Linked DNA regions of Mus musculus: regions 1 and 2 are each linked to region 3. Evidence: chromatin contacts called from public promoter capture Hi-C data. All regions are on one chromosome and are shown on one strand. Each heading gives the region's core, a stretch centred on a gene start, on an enhancer-like site or on the middle of the called end of the contact. The rest is flanking DNA. Distances are from core to core; before and after follow the strand shown. Region 1 holds the start of Glce (glucuronyl C5-epimerase). Region 2 holds the start of Anp32a (acidic (leucine-rich) nuclear phosphoprotein 32 family, member A). Region 3 holds the start of Nptn (neuroplastin).

Region 1 (3,730 bases), core at 33-2,532, 3.5 Mb after region 3:
ATCTGGACTTGAGACATACATACATAATATGCTACACTTTTGTTTTTAATTACCCCTCTTCCACAAAACCTTTAGAAAGGATGCTTCTTGGCACTACCTAACACCCAGGCAAATTCAGGACAGATTTAACCATGCAAGACCATCAAACACTACCTAAAACAGAAAGCCCAAATCGCACAGCCGCCCTACCCTCAGATCTAAACCCTCACTCAACAGTCAGGTATTCCAGACAACATGCTCAAGTCTGGTATCGCTCCTCTCCTCTCCTCCGGAGATCAGAGCTCCGGCGACACCAGCGCGTCCCCAAAGGTATCCTGGGGCAAAGAAAAGAAAACTGCAGAACAAGCCCACTGTGTCTCCAACTAGGCAACTGCCCCGATCAAGCGTCCAACGAAGAAGCACTGAGTTAAATCTCATCGAGAAAGAGAGAGAGACCAGATCGAGACCGTCAGATACCGAAAGCCACAAGCAGTGCCATGGGGTGGCTCCTGAAACCGGGTCTGGCACCCCTGGAGACCCAGAGACCGCTGAGCCGCGCCCACACGGCAAAATCACCCTCCTTGTCGCCCCGAAAAAGAATGGGGACCATCACGCACAGTTACCGCCCCCCTCTGGGCGAAGCAGAAACCCCAATACAAATGTTGGTCTCCCCATGCACGCTTCCCGCCCCCACCCACACCCACCCAGTCCGTTCCTTCCCGGGAGGGACACGGGCATCGTCTTATCACCCCATGGCGACCTTAAACAAACCCAAGTCTCTGGAACCCTGACATCCTCCTGCTTTACCCCAGGAATGCCAAGCGGACCCCTCTCCGCTCATAGGTCTCCCCGTGCCCTCCGGACAAGGCTAAACTGTATCCCAAGCCCCTCAACTGCACGGGATCGCCAGAAATGGTCTCCAAGTCCCAGAACCGCGCTATGCCAGCACCCGGGCTCTCAGGCAGGACACAGGACGCGCTCCCGCGACCCTAGAGACCCGGGACCGCCTGGGCAGCCACCCACCCCCACTCCAAAGCCAAAGAAGCCCCGAGACCCCAGCCCCCGCCGCGTCACCCAAGATCCCCGCACTCGGAACGCCGCGCATCCCCGGGAGCCGCCCCCGTCGCGAGCCCACTTGCCACGGCCGCCCCTCAGCCACGACACGACGAGCTCCCTCACCTGAGGCGCGTCGGCGGACGAGCGGCCCCCAGAGCCCTGAGGAAAACTGAAGCGAGCGGCAGAGACACGGCGGCCCAGGCCTGCGCTGCCGCAGCTCCAGCCTCTCGGCGAGGAAGCGCTCGTGTGAGGAGAGCCCGCCCGCTCGGCGCGCTACTGGGGAGCCGAGCCGCCGCCGTGCCCGCGGCTCTTCCCGCGAGATCCCAGCCACGGTAAGGGGCGAGGCCATGCCGGGGAGGAGAGGGCGGGACGGAGGCTCTTCGAATGGCAGCTCCGTCAGCCTGTTAGATTCGGTGTAGAAGGCGGGGTCACCAAGAGGAGGGGCCATATTAAGGGGAGGAGCTATGATGAGGGGGCGGAGAGTCCTCGAATGACAGTTCCAAAAAACCAATCAACGGTGGCAGCGCAGAAGGCGGGACTCGCATTCTCCTGTGACCAATTGCAAAAGAGTAGAGCTAATTCTCCCCGCCTATCATCAATAAATTGCGGGCGAAGGTGTTGCTGACCCGATGTCAGTTTGCTACCTGGGCAGTTGCAGAGGTACTTTAGATGACGTGGTTTGGGCAAAGTTTGGTCCTCTTCGGCCGCCGTAGAGACACTTAGCGGAGAAGCTGAACTAAATAGTGCTTAAACCGAAGAGCTGTCCGTGCGTTTTCACTGCTCTCTGAAGTGAACAGGGAGGTCCCATCTGCCAGCCTGAAGACTTACAGCCTCACTTTACTCACTTCGGTCTCCTCCTTTAGTGTAGCTTTCTCCCATTTCGGACTCTCTTCCGTTTTTATTTCAAACGGCGATGATATCGTCACGGGTGCTTTAAGCTCCAACCCAGTTTATCTGGTCCAACAAAGGACCTTTCTAATTCATTTGTGCGTTCTACTTAAAGTCTTCCACAAAGATGAAGAACGAAATCTCAAACGAGTGCTAACCTAACAAACCCGAGAACTTGTATCTTTACAGACCATAGGGCCCAGTAATGTTTAGCACAGGTAGGGTATAGAGCATTCAATAAATCTAAAAGGAAGGAATGGAAACTGTGGTGCTTATCTGTACTGGCTTCAGAAACTGGGCTTTCCTAGCCTTTCCCATTCCCCCCTCACATTTAAGTCCCTTCACTCATTATTATGCCTGCCCTGTAGCTTTCCTTCATCTTCCCCTAGTCTCCCTTGCCCAACACAAAAAGTAGCCTTACTCTTTCTCAAGGTTAACTCCTGCCCTTGTGCACTGGACCTCAGCCAGGCCCAGACTCAGTCAGCTCCCCCACCCCCACCCCCACCCCCATTATCAATTTTTTAGCCCCTTTATCCCCAGAACACACTCATTATCCCCTGTTATTTGAACAGAACACAACTACCCTGCCGGTTCTATCCACTCGAGCTGCCCTGTCCTGAGAATCCCACGTCTTGAGAAAATTAAAGTGTATTGTGGTCCCCACCTTCTCATCCCTTATTTCCCTGCTACAATACTGCGTTTGCCCACACAATCTGCTGCTCTCCCAACAGTTTCAAAAGACCTCTCTCCTACTAGACAAATGGTCTCTTTGGTGGGACTTTTTCCCCAATGGCTTCTCGGAGGTTCATTGACAACGCTCAGGATGTCTTCCTTTAGCACCTGCCTAACTGTGTTCTTTTCATTCTTTAGCTACTTTTTTTTTAAAGTCCCCTCTCCTAGTTTGAAAATGGTTGAATATTGATGACTCCTTATCTTATTGCACACCTTGTGCATAATAAGAAAAATGTCCACACACCACTGCACACTCTGAGAGCCACAAATTGGTTCAGACAAAAGCTGTTAGAAAAATCCAGAGGGAAGAGAGGCAGCTCTGAAGCTTGAGCTGGGTGGTAAAATACTAGGATGGCCCATATAAATTAAAGGCAGAAATGGAAGCTTTTCAGAGAAAATAATCTAAACCAGAGCAATGATAAAAAGCATGTGAGCTGAGCCAGGCTGCAGGTTGGATGGCTCAGTAAATAGATTCCCCCATCTGGGGTGGGGGTGGGGGGCAAGATCAGAAAGGAGCCAGATAGTGAAAGGCTTTGACTACCAAGCCACAGTAATTGGACTTGATTTGGTGTTAAATGGGAAACCCGAACAAATTCAAATATTTGTAGAGGCTGTAAGGAAGCTAGGTGTGAAAGCACTTCTATCAAATGTATATATATAAAATACATATATATGTGTATATATATGTGTGTATATATACACACATATATATGTATTATACATATATATGTATATTTATACATACATAAAACAAGCTAACATCCTATGACAATTTTTAAAAAGCTTACCATTTTTTCTTAACAAATATAATTGGTAAGCGCAGATGGTCAGGTTGGGATTTAAAATTCTGTTAACAGAGTCCTCTGCTGGAACTAGACAGGTTAAAGAGAGAAAACATAAAGAAGCCTTTTCCACACCACATCTCACAGCCCCTTGCGAGCATTAACATTGATTATCAACCTAATGGGGCTCTGGAAGCACCTAGGGGCAAGTCTCTGGGCAAGTCTGTGCACATTGCTCTAAATTGGGCTAATTGAGATGGAAGAGCTAACCTAAAAGTGGGTGGCACCACTTC
Region 2 (3,685 bases), core at 1,155-3,654, 3.8 Mb after region 3:
TAGCCCTTGAAGGTGCCCTTCTTACTTGAAGCCCACTCCTTTCTGGGGAGGCTCAAAACTTGATTTGCATCTCATTAATTCCCAGCAGGAATCAAACACTGCTACAGACTGCCTAGTCCTTCCCCCCTCCCTTGTTTTTTTTCAGGCAGGGTTTCTCGGTGTAGCCATGGGGGTCCTGGTCCTGGAACTCACTCTGTAGAGCAAGCTGGTCTCGAACTCAGAAATCCACCTGCCCACCACTGCCCAGCATCAGACTGCCTATTCCTCGAAGCCTGTTGTAGTTTCAGTCTGTAATGAGGAACCGCACCTGTTCCAGGTCCATATAAAAATTCTCCCAAGAGAGGTTGGGTTTTTCTTACTACTTTCCTGAAATACAGATCAACTGGGAGCAGTACCTACCACTAAAACACACAATAAAAATGTAATTTAATAACCCTGTAAATAATAATTACACACATTCATATATATATATGTATATATATACATATATATATACATATATATATATATATGGTTCAGCTTCTATACTGACTGACACCGAGTAAAAGCCATCTTTCAGTTTTGTGACACTAAATGCAAAAGCTGTTCTTCAAAATTTGTAAAAGGAAGATGCTCCAAAATGAAGTGATGTCTAACACTTTCAGTTTTCTATTCTAATTAGTCTCTAACACTTTGGTTTCTCTTCATATGAAACTTCCACCTCTTCACAATTCTGTTTTCTTCTGTCCCTGTCACTTGAGCTCTTGGCTTCTTAGCAGAGGAGGTAGAATGGACACCTCCTTGCTCCGATGTGTTTTGAGAGTTATTCCTTGGAAAGGACTCTCTCACAACACTGCTGATAGCAGGTCCTCAACTTCAGTGTTTAAGAAGCAAGCGAGCATTTACCATCCAAAAGAACAAGAACTTCAAGACTTCTGCTATAACAGATTTTGTACACTACACCTTCTTAAAATATTTGTAATGAAAAACTATTATTGCTTTAAAAACCTTATCCAGAAACATGAGCTGATACATTGGCAAAGAGATAATTTGGAGTTCTTTGTGTTTTTAAAAGGAAACAATACAATTGAAACATTCCAGATATACAGCCTTTGTAAAAATTAACAAAAATCTAAGGATAAGAAATGTCAAATGAACAACGTAAAGAAATTACATATTTACCCAGACGAAATGGTTTTATTTTGTACTTCCAGCTACTTAGAATAAACATTTATCAGCTTTCAAATCCATTTGTTTGATCTAAAAGAACTAACTAAATAAAATACTTAGTTCTAATGTCTCAAAAAAAGAATTACTTTGGGGGTGTTTGCAGAAGCGTGTAGATGAAGACACATAGGAAAAGACACTATGATAAAGTTGTGTGAATAAAATTAAACATGTATCCCGTAATTTGTTCACAGCCGGACATCCACATAGTACCATGAGGTCCGAGGGCTGCCCATAGGAAGCTGGTAACCCAATGGGAACCAGGGCTGTAAAGGTTTCTTAAAAAACGTAACGTGGTCGAACAAAAACAAAACCCAAAGCAACTGTAAGACCTGGCGTAAGTGCCCCCAGTTAGCGACTCTTTGGCAATGCAGATCCAACCAAACGATTAGAATGAAACGTGCAACGCTCTCTCTCAAAAAATCCTATAAAGCCCGTCAATTATGTTCGGCTCTGAGAATCGGCAGTTCCCAGCACCTTCCTTTTCCACTTTTTAATATTTTATACAGTTCTCCATCTGCGGCCTTTCCATTCATTAATTGCCCTATACAAGATCCCCCCGATGACTCTCGGGGAATTGCTTCTTTTAAGACAGGGCATCAGATTGCCAAGCCTCTGGGGTCGAGATCGCGCCCTCGCTCCTTTGGATGTGGGAGCGTCATGCACTTAAGACTTGATTATTTAATTGCGGAGATGGGAGCAGACCGGTCGGAGGGGTTGTGCCAAGTGGGCATCCCGGGGTGTGTGTGTGTGTGGTGGGATTTGTCCTTCGTGCGCTCCAAAAATGCGCGCCCTCCTTGGGCCTGCCTTGTGCCCGCGCGCCCCAGGCCTCGTCCGCCCGCCCAGCACCCAGAGGATGCCCCCGCAAGGACCCCGCCCCTCCCGTGTCCACGCACCTGCGGCCCCGCCCCCGGCCACGAACCTTCAGGTCCACGCACCTGCCCTGCCTTCCCTCCCGCCCCCAGCGCGCAACCACCAAGGTGCAGCCGCGCTCCTCTTCGGCGGCCCCGGTATCTAAAGGGGTCCGTCTCCGGCACCACAGCCAAATGGCTGAGCCTCCCTGGCCCGCTGCGCAGGATGCCCATTGGACCCTGCCCCCCGCCGCCACCACCACTATTGGCTGGCGTCCGAAGCCTCGCCATTTGATTGGCTCTTGTTGCCGCCGCTCCACGCAAGGAGCCGCAGGTCCCGCCTCTACGGCGATCAGGTTAGTGTGCGCCGCGGGTGCTGGGGGCTCGAGAACCGAGCGGAGCTGGTTGAGCCTTCAAAGTCCTAAAACGCGCGGCCGTGGGTTCGGGGTTTATTGATTGAATTCCGCTGGCGCAGGATCCTCTGCAGAAAGAGAGAGCGCGAGAGATGGAGATGGACAAACGGATTTATTTAGAGCTGCGGAACAGGACGCCCTCTGATGTGAGCATTTGCCAAAAATATCTCTGTCGGTCCATTCTCCTACTTTGTGTTATGTGTGCGTGTGTGTTTTGGGGGGAAGGCACTTTTTTATGGAGGGGGGCTCCGGGGAAGGTGTGGGGTTTGGGGTCTGACTGCAAATGAATTGCAAGGTTGGATGGCGGGGGTGGGGGGGGTTGCAATGCCACCGGAGCATGTTTCGTCCGCCGTCGCTGCTGCCCTTGGTGTGTGACTGACTACCTGTGCGTGTGCTCCCGCGTGTGCGGGTATGGGTGCGAGGGTGTGCGTGCGAGTGTGCACCCAGCGGGGGGCCGGCGGGGCGCACGCGTTCGGGTCGGAGGGAAGGCGGCAATTTCACCCTCGTCCGAGCTCTCAGCTCCCACGACTTGCATCTGGATGGAAAAGATGATCGAGGGGAGGAGAAGATGGGCTGCCTCCTGGATTAAACAACAAAAAGGGGTTGTTATATTTTAGAAGCGTAACCCCCTTTCCGCCCCCTCCCGCGCCTGCCCCCTCCCTTTGCAGTCTCTTTCGCTCGCTCGCACACAATAAGTTTTGGGCTTCGCGAGTCCGGTATAGTTTCTGATCAATGTAGCCCGAGGACCCCGGGGAGAGCGCGTGGGGACCCGACTGCTGCGGAGTTGGGAGATGGCTCGAGTTTAAAGCGCGTCTTCGTTTCTCTGCGGGGATGAGGCGAGAGGTGGGGAGCCATATTTGTAACTTTGTCGTGTTCGTGAACGCGCCCTTTCTCTCCCTCCCTCCCTTTCTCTGTCTGCCTTCCTTCTCCTTTCTCTCTCACTCTTTCCACCCCACCTTTGGGCCAGATGCTGTCTTTTCTCCCTTCTTCCTCGCGGAAAGGGAGGGGGGGTACCTTAGGTTAAGGGGGAGGGATTGTGAAGTGTGCAAATGCTCAGATAATCCTCGCGCCTCCCCAACCACGAGCGTCGCTAATGTAAGTTGCCCGGAGGCTGCGTCCCGTTCTGGCCCCCGGCTCCCTCCCCAGATGCCAGCCTTGGCACCCTGACGCCTCATCGGCAGCAGACACCCCACCTTCCCGGTCCTTGCTTCTCCT
Region 3 (3,461 bases), core at 20-2,519:
CAGAGACACCCGAGGATGTCTGTTGTGACTCATAGATGAGCTAAGCCACAGAAAACACTCCTTTGCTAACCACAAGTGCTGAGGGTGGTTCAGGGAAAACAAACAAGCCAACTCCCCCAAATCTGTGTTTGTGTTCGAGAGCCTGTGTGCCCGCACTGGGAGGCCAGAAGTTGCCTTCGGGTATCTCCCTTAACTATTCTTTTTCTTTCTTTCTTTCTTTCTTTTTTTTTTTTTTTTGGAGAATACTCAGTTTTTGAGGTAGGGTCCCTCACTGAGCCTAGACCTCATCGATCGGCTAGGCAGACTAGTTAGCAAACCAGAGAGCTCTTCTCTTCTCCAGACTCAGATTACAGCGTTGGCTCTGGTGGCCATCCTTTTCTGTTTTATGCTGGGGAAACTCAGGTCTTCACGTTTGTGTATCAAGCATTTTTAAGGACTATGACATCTCCCCAGTACTCTCTCACCGCAAAAGAAGGCATTTCTCAACTTTCTATGCAACATGGCTAAACTCCTTTTTGATTGCCCCTTTCCTGTGGGTCATCTCTGATACACCAGGCTGAACAGTGAACTGAGTGGAAACTATTTTCTTACGGGTTTCCTCTACCAAAGGTTCTGCCTATTACTGGACACACTGTGACTTCCTTGTAGAATTGGATCTGTAGCCCTGCACAGGCTAGCTCTTCAGGCCCTCAGAGCTTGTGAAGCTAAAATAAGGCCAAAGAGGGGTGGGGAGGGCACAGGTAGGGAGGAAAAGGAGGACACTTGAAGGCTGAGGGAACAGATGTCCGTGCAAGGAAGCACAGCGATCGTTAACACTGCCTGGAAGGGAAAAAAAAATCCACGAGGCAGAGAGGTTGTGGCCAGATACCTCTAGGGGTCTCTGGTCAAAGTCCAGAAGGAAAAGCAGGGTTTTGATAAGGGGTACTAATAGGAAGCTCAAAAGCAGGGTCTAGGGTATCCATTTCTGAAGCTTCGAGCAGTAACGCATGAAAGGCAGGATGGGTGGGGGGAGCATTGTTTTCTCAATGCTTCCTCTAATTTCTGAGCGCTAGGATCCCATAGAAGTGAGAACTGTACTCCGCCGTCTTCCCCCGTGGGAGAAGGAGCGGGTGGAGTCCCCGCCTCGCCCCGTCACGTGGCCAAAAGCGCCCTTCGCACGTGACCGCCCTTGTGCTTGGCCAATCAGCCTCTGCAGGGGCGGGGACTTGGGGAGGGGGGGGAAGAGGGCCTCTTCTCGCGAGCCTTGCCGCCGGTGCTCCTGGCCCGCCCACGGCCGCCAGCGGAGGTCTCGCGAGGCTTGGACGCTGCGGCGGTAGGAGGAGGACAGGGAAGGACGGAGCTCGGCCGCGGCTGCCTCCCTCGTTCACTCCCTCGCGCGCGCGCTCGCCCGCCCCCTCCCTCCCTCCCCTCCCTTTCCCCGGCCCCGGCCCCGGCCCATTCGCTGCGCGCTCTCCGGCTAGGGAGGATGTCGGGCTCGTCGCTCCCCGGCGCCCTGGCCCTCTCGCTCTTGCTGGTCTCTGGCTCGCTCCTTCCAGGGCCAGGCGCTGCTCAGAACGGTAAGCCGAGGGGCCGGGGGCGGGTCGGGCGGGGGCGCCCGGCTCTGGCAACCAGAGGGGCCGGGCCCAGGCCTGAGGGGGATGCCGGAGCCGGCAGCGGGCGACCCGGCTGAGGCGAGGAGGTGCTTCGCGGAGAGGTGGAGGCGTCGCTTTGGTGCGAGCCCGGGGCTCTGTAGACAGGTCCGCGGCGTAGGGCTCATCGCGCACCGGGAGCTGGAGTAGCGGGGGCGGCTCTGGAGAAAGCGGCGGGAGACAGGCGTTCGAGTTCGAGCTGGCGGAGGGGTGGTGTCGGCGAGAGAACCGGGCTCCGCGGGCGCTGACACCCGGGATTCTACTGGGGCCCTGGAACCCGGGTGACATTCTGCAAAATGGGAGGAGGGGGGAAGCTGGGGTCAAAAGGATCCCGTAGAATACCTAGAGGCAGCAGACTGCTTGAGTCTCTCAAGGAGAGGGGTTAGTGAGCGATTCGGGAAACCTTGGATTTGGGGGTAGAGGGAAGGTGGGTGGAAAGATGGAGTGGGTTGACTGCAGTAGGGGGACCTGGAGAAGAGAAGCAGCAGTGTCTCCAAACGAGCTGGGGGAAGAGGATTGGGTTTTGCCAAGGAGGGTGGAGTGCTGGGCATTCTAGGGTAGCGGTTGGGAAAGCAAAAGGGAGTTTCTAAATAAGGAGAGGAAAATGAGCAGAGGATGCGGGGAAAGCTTTAAAACCGAGGTAGAAGAAATATCAGGGAAGTAAAGGGTGCCTGGGTATAGTGGTGGGAGTGGGGGAAGACGGAAAAATAAGGGAAGAGAGTAAAATGCAGGAAGTCGGGGGTGTAATGTTGCTTTGTAGCGCGGCGGATACATTAGGGAGGGGACGAGTTGTGGCAAATGCTTTATGATGCTAGTTCGGCCTTTGGGGAGGGCTGGGACACAGCCACATCTGCAGTGGTGGGATTGAGGGCAATGAGAGATGGTGGCAGGGGAGATGGAGGAAGTGGGCTTTTAGAACTGAAAGTTTCAAGATTGCAAAGATGTTATTTCTGAGGAATATGAATGTGGTCTCTGGGTTGGGTTTAAGGTACAGTGGAAGTGAGAATTGGGTTGCGAACTGAAGCTCTTTAGAGAAGATGGTGAAAGATAATAGGCTTGGGGAGCTAAACATGACAGATTCTGTTGGAATTGTCACAGTCCGTTGTTGAACCGCACATTCAGATACAAACCTAAAGGGATAATGAACCTAATTCAGCTATTGTGGAAACAACTATTAGGAGGTTTAAAGATTTCTATTTTAAACATGAAAAAAATTAATGAGAAGTTGGTTAGGGATAGGGAGCCATACATTAGTCATTAGTTTTAATCTCTGAATTTCTTCGTTGTTATGCTAAAACAATTTGAAGTGGCTTTCATTAAAACAAAAATCAGTCAGAGCCAGTGGAGTTGAGTATTTTGAAGACAAACTGAGCTTAAAATGCTAGCGGATACAGTAATAATGTATCACATTTAGTATTGGAAAAAAAGTCACTTTATCAAATATTCCCTTTACAAGGGAATTTTATGCCCCATGGCTTTATTACTTCATGAGCCAGAAAGGAAACATTTGTTTCTTACATTGAATATCCTAAGGATATGGACACTTCCACCCCCTTTTCCTTCAAGTATGAAGCTGTAGAAGGGAAAGGGTAAAGTTAGCCTGATTTGCTCCCTCTATGCTTGGTATCTATGTATATAAATATGTGTTATTTATCATAGATGTGATAACAATGTGAGTTTAATTCTGATTTCAGTTATTTGTGGAAATAACAGTTTCATTTTGCACTATAGATGAGAGATTCTTGATCTTAGATACTTAATCTCTGCTGGCATAAGTTATTTCTGATGATTTATAATATGGTAAATTGTAGTTTCTTAGCAACTAAGGCAAGG

The links. Promoter capture Hi-C pulls out the DNA fragments that hold promoters and counts their contacts.
Region 1: a promoter capture Hi-C map of erythroid cells shows a contact between it and region 3, with 15 times the contacts expected there. The contact joins the promoter of Glce here to the promoter of Nptn in region 3. A contact is called at or near these places in 1 of 39 promoter capture datasets (erythroid cells) and 1 of 484 Hi-C or Micro-C datasets (CD8 T cells).
Region 2: a contact with region 3 is called in a promoter capture Hi-C map of pre-B cells, with 3 times the contacts expected there. The contact joins the promoter of Anp32a here to the promoter of Nptn in region 3. A contact is called at or near these places in 2 of 39 promoter capture datasets (erythroid cells and pre-B cells).

What each region holds. Positions count from the first base shown.
Region 1 is chr9:62,121,327-62,125,056 of GRCm38.p6, forward strand. Glce (glucuronyl C5-epimerase) reads right to left here and starts at 1,283. Exons shown (of 5, transcript NM_033320.5): 1 at 1,159-1,283. Mir5133 (microRNA 5133) reads right to left here and starts at 1,268; the gene lies at 1,192-1,268.
Region 2 is chr9:62,338,939-62,342,623 of GRCm38.p6, forward strand. Anp32a (acidic (leucine-rich) nuclear phosphoprotein 32 family, member A) reads left to right here and starts at 2,405. Exons shown (of 7, transcript NM_009672.3): 1 at 2,405-2,616. The coding sequence starts at 2,563. Gm20346 (predicted gene, 20346) reads right to left here. Exons shown (of 2, transcript NM_001378702.1): 2 at 2,564-3,050. The coding sequence ends at 2,986.
Region 3 is chr9:58,580,971-58,584,431 of GRCm38.p6, forward strand. Nptn (neuroplastin) reads left to right here and starts at 1,270. Exons shown (of 9, transcript NM_001357751.1): 1 at 1,270-1,556. The coding sequence starts at 1,466.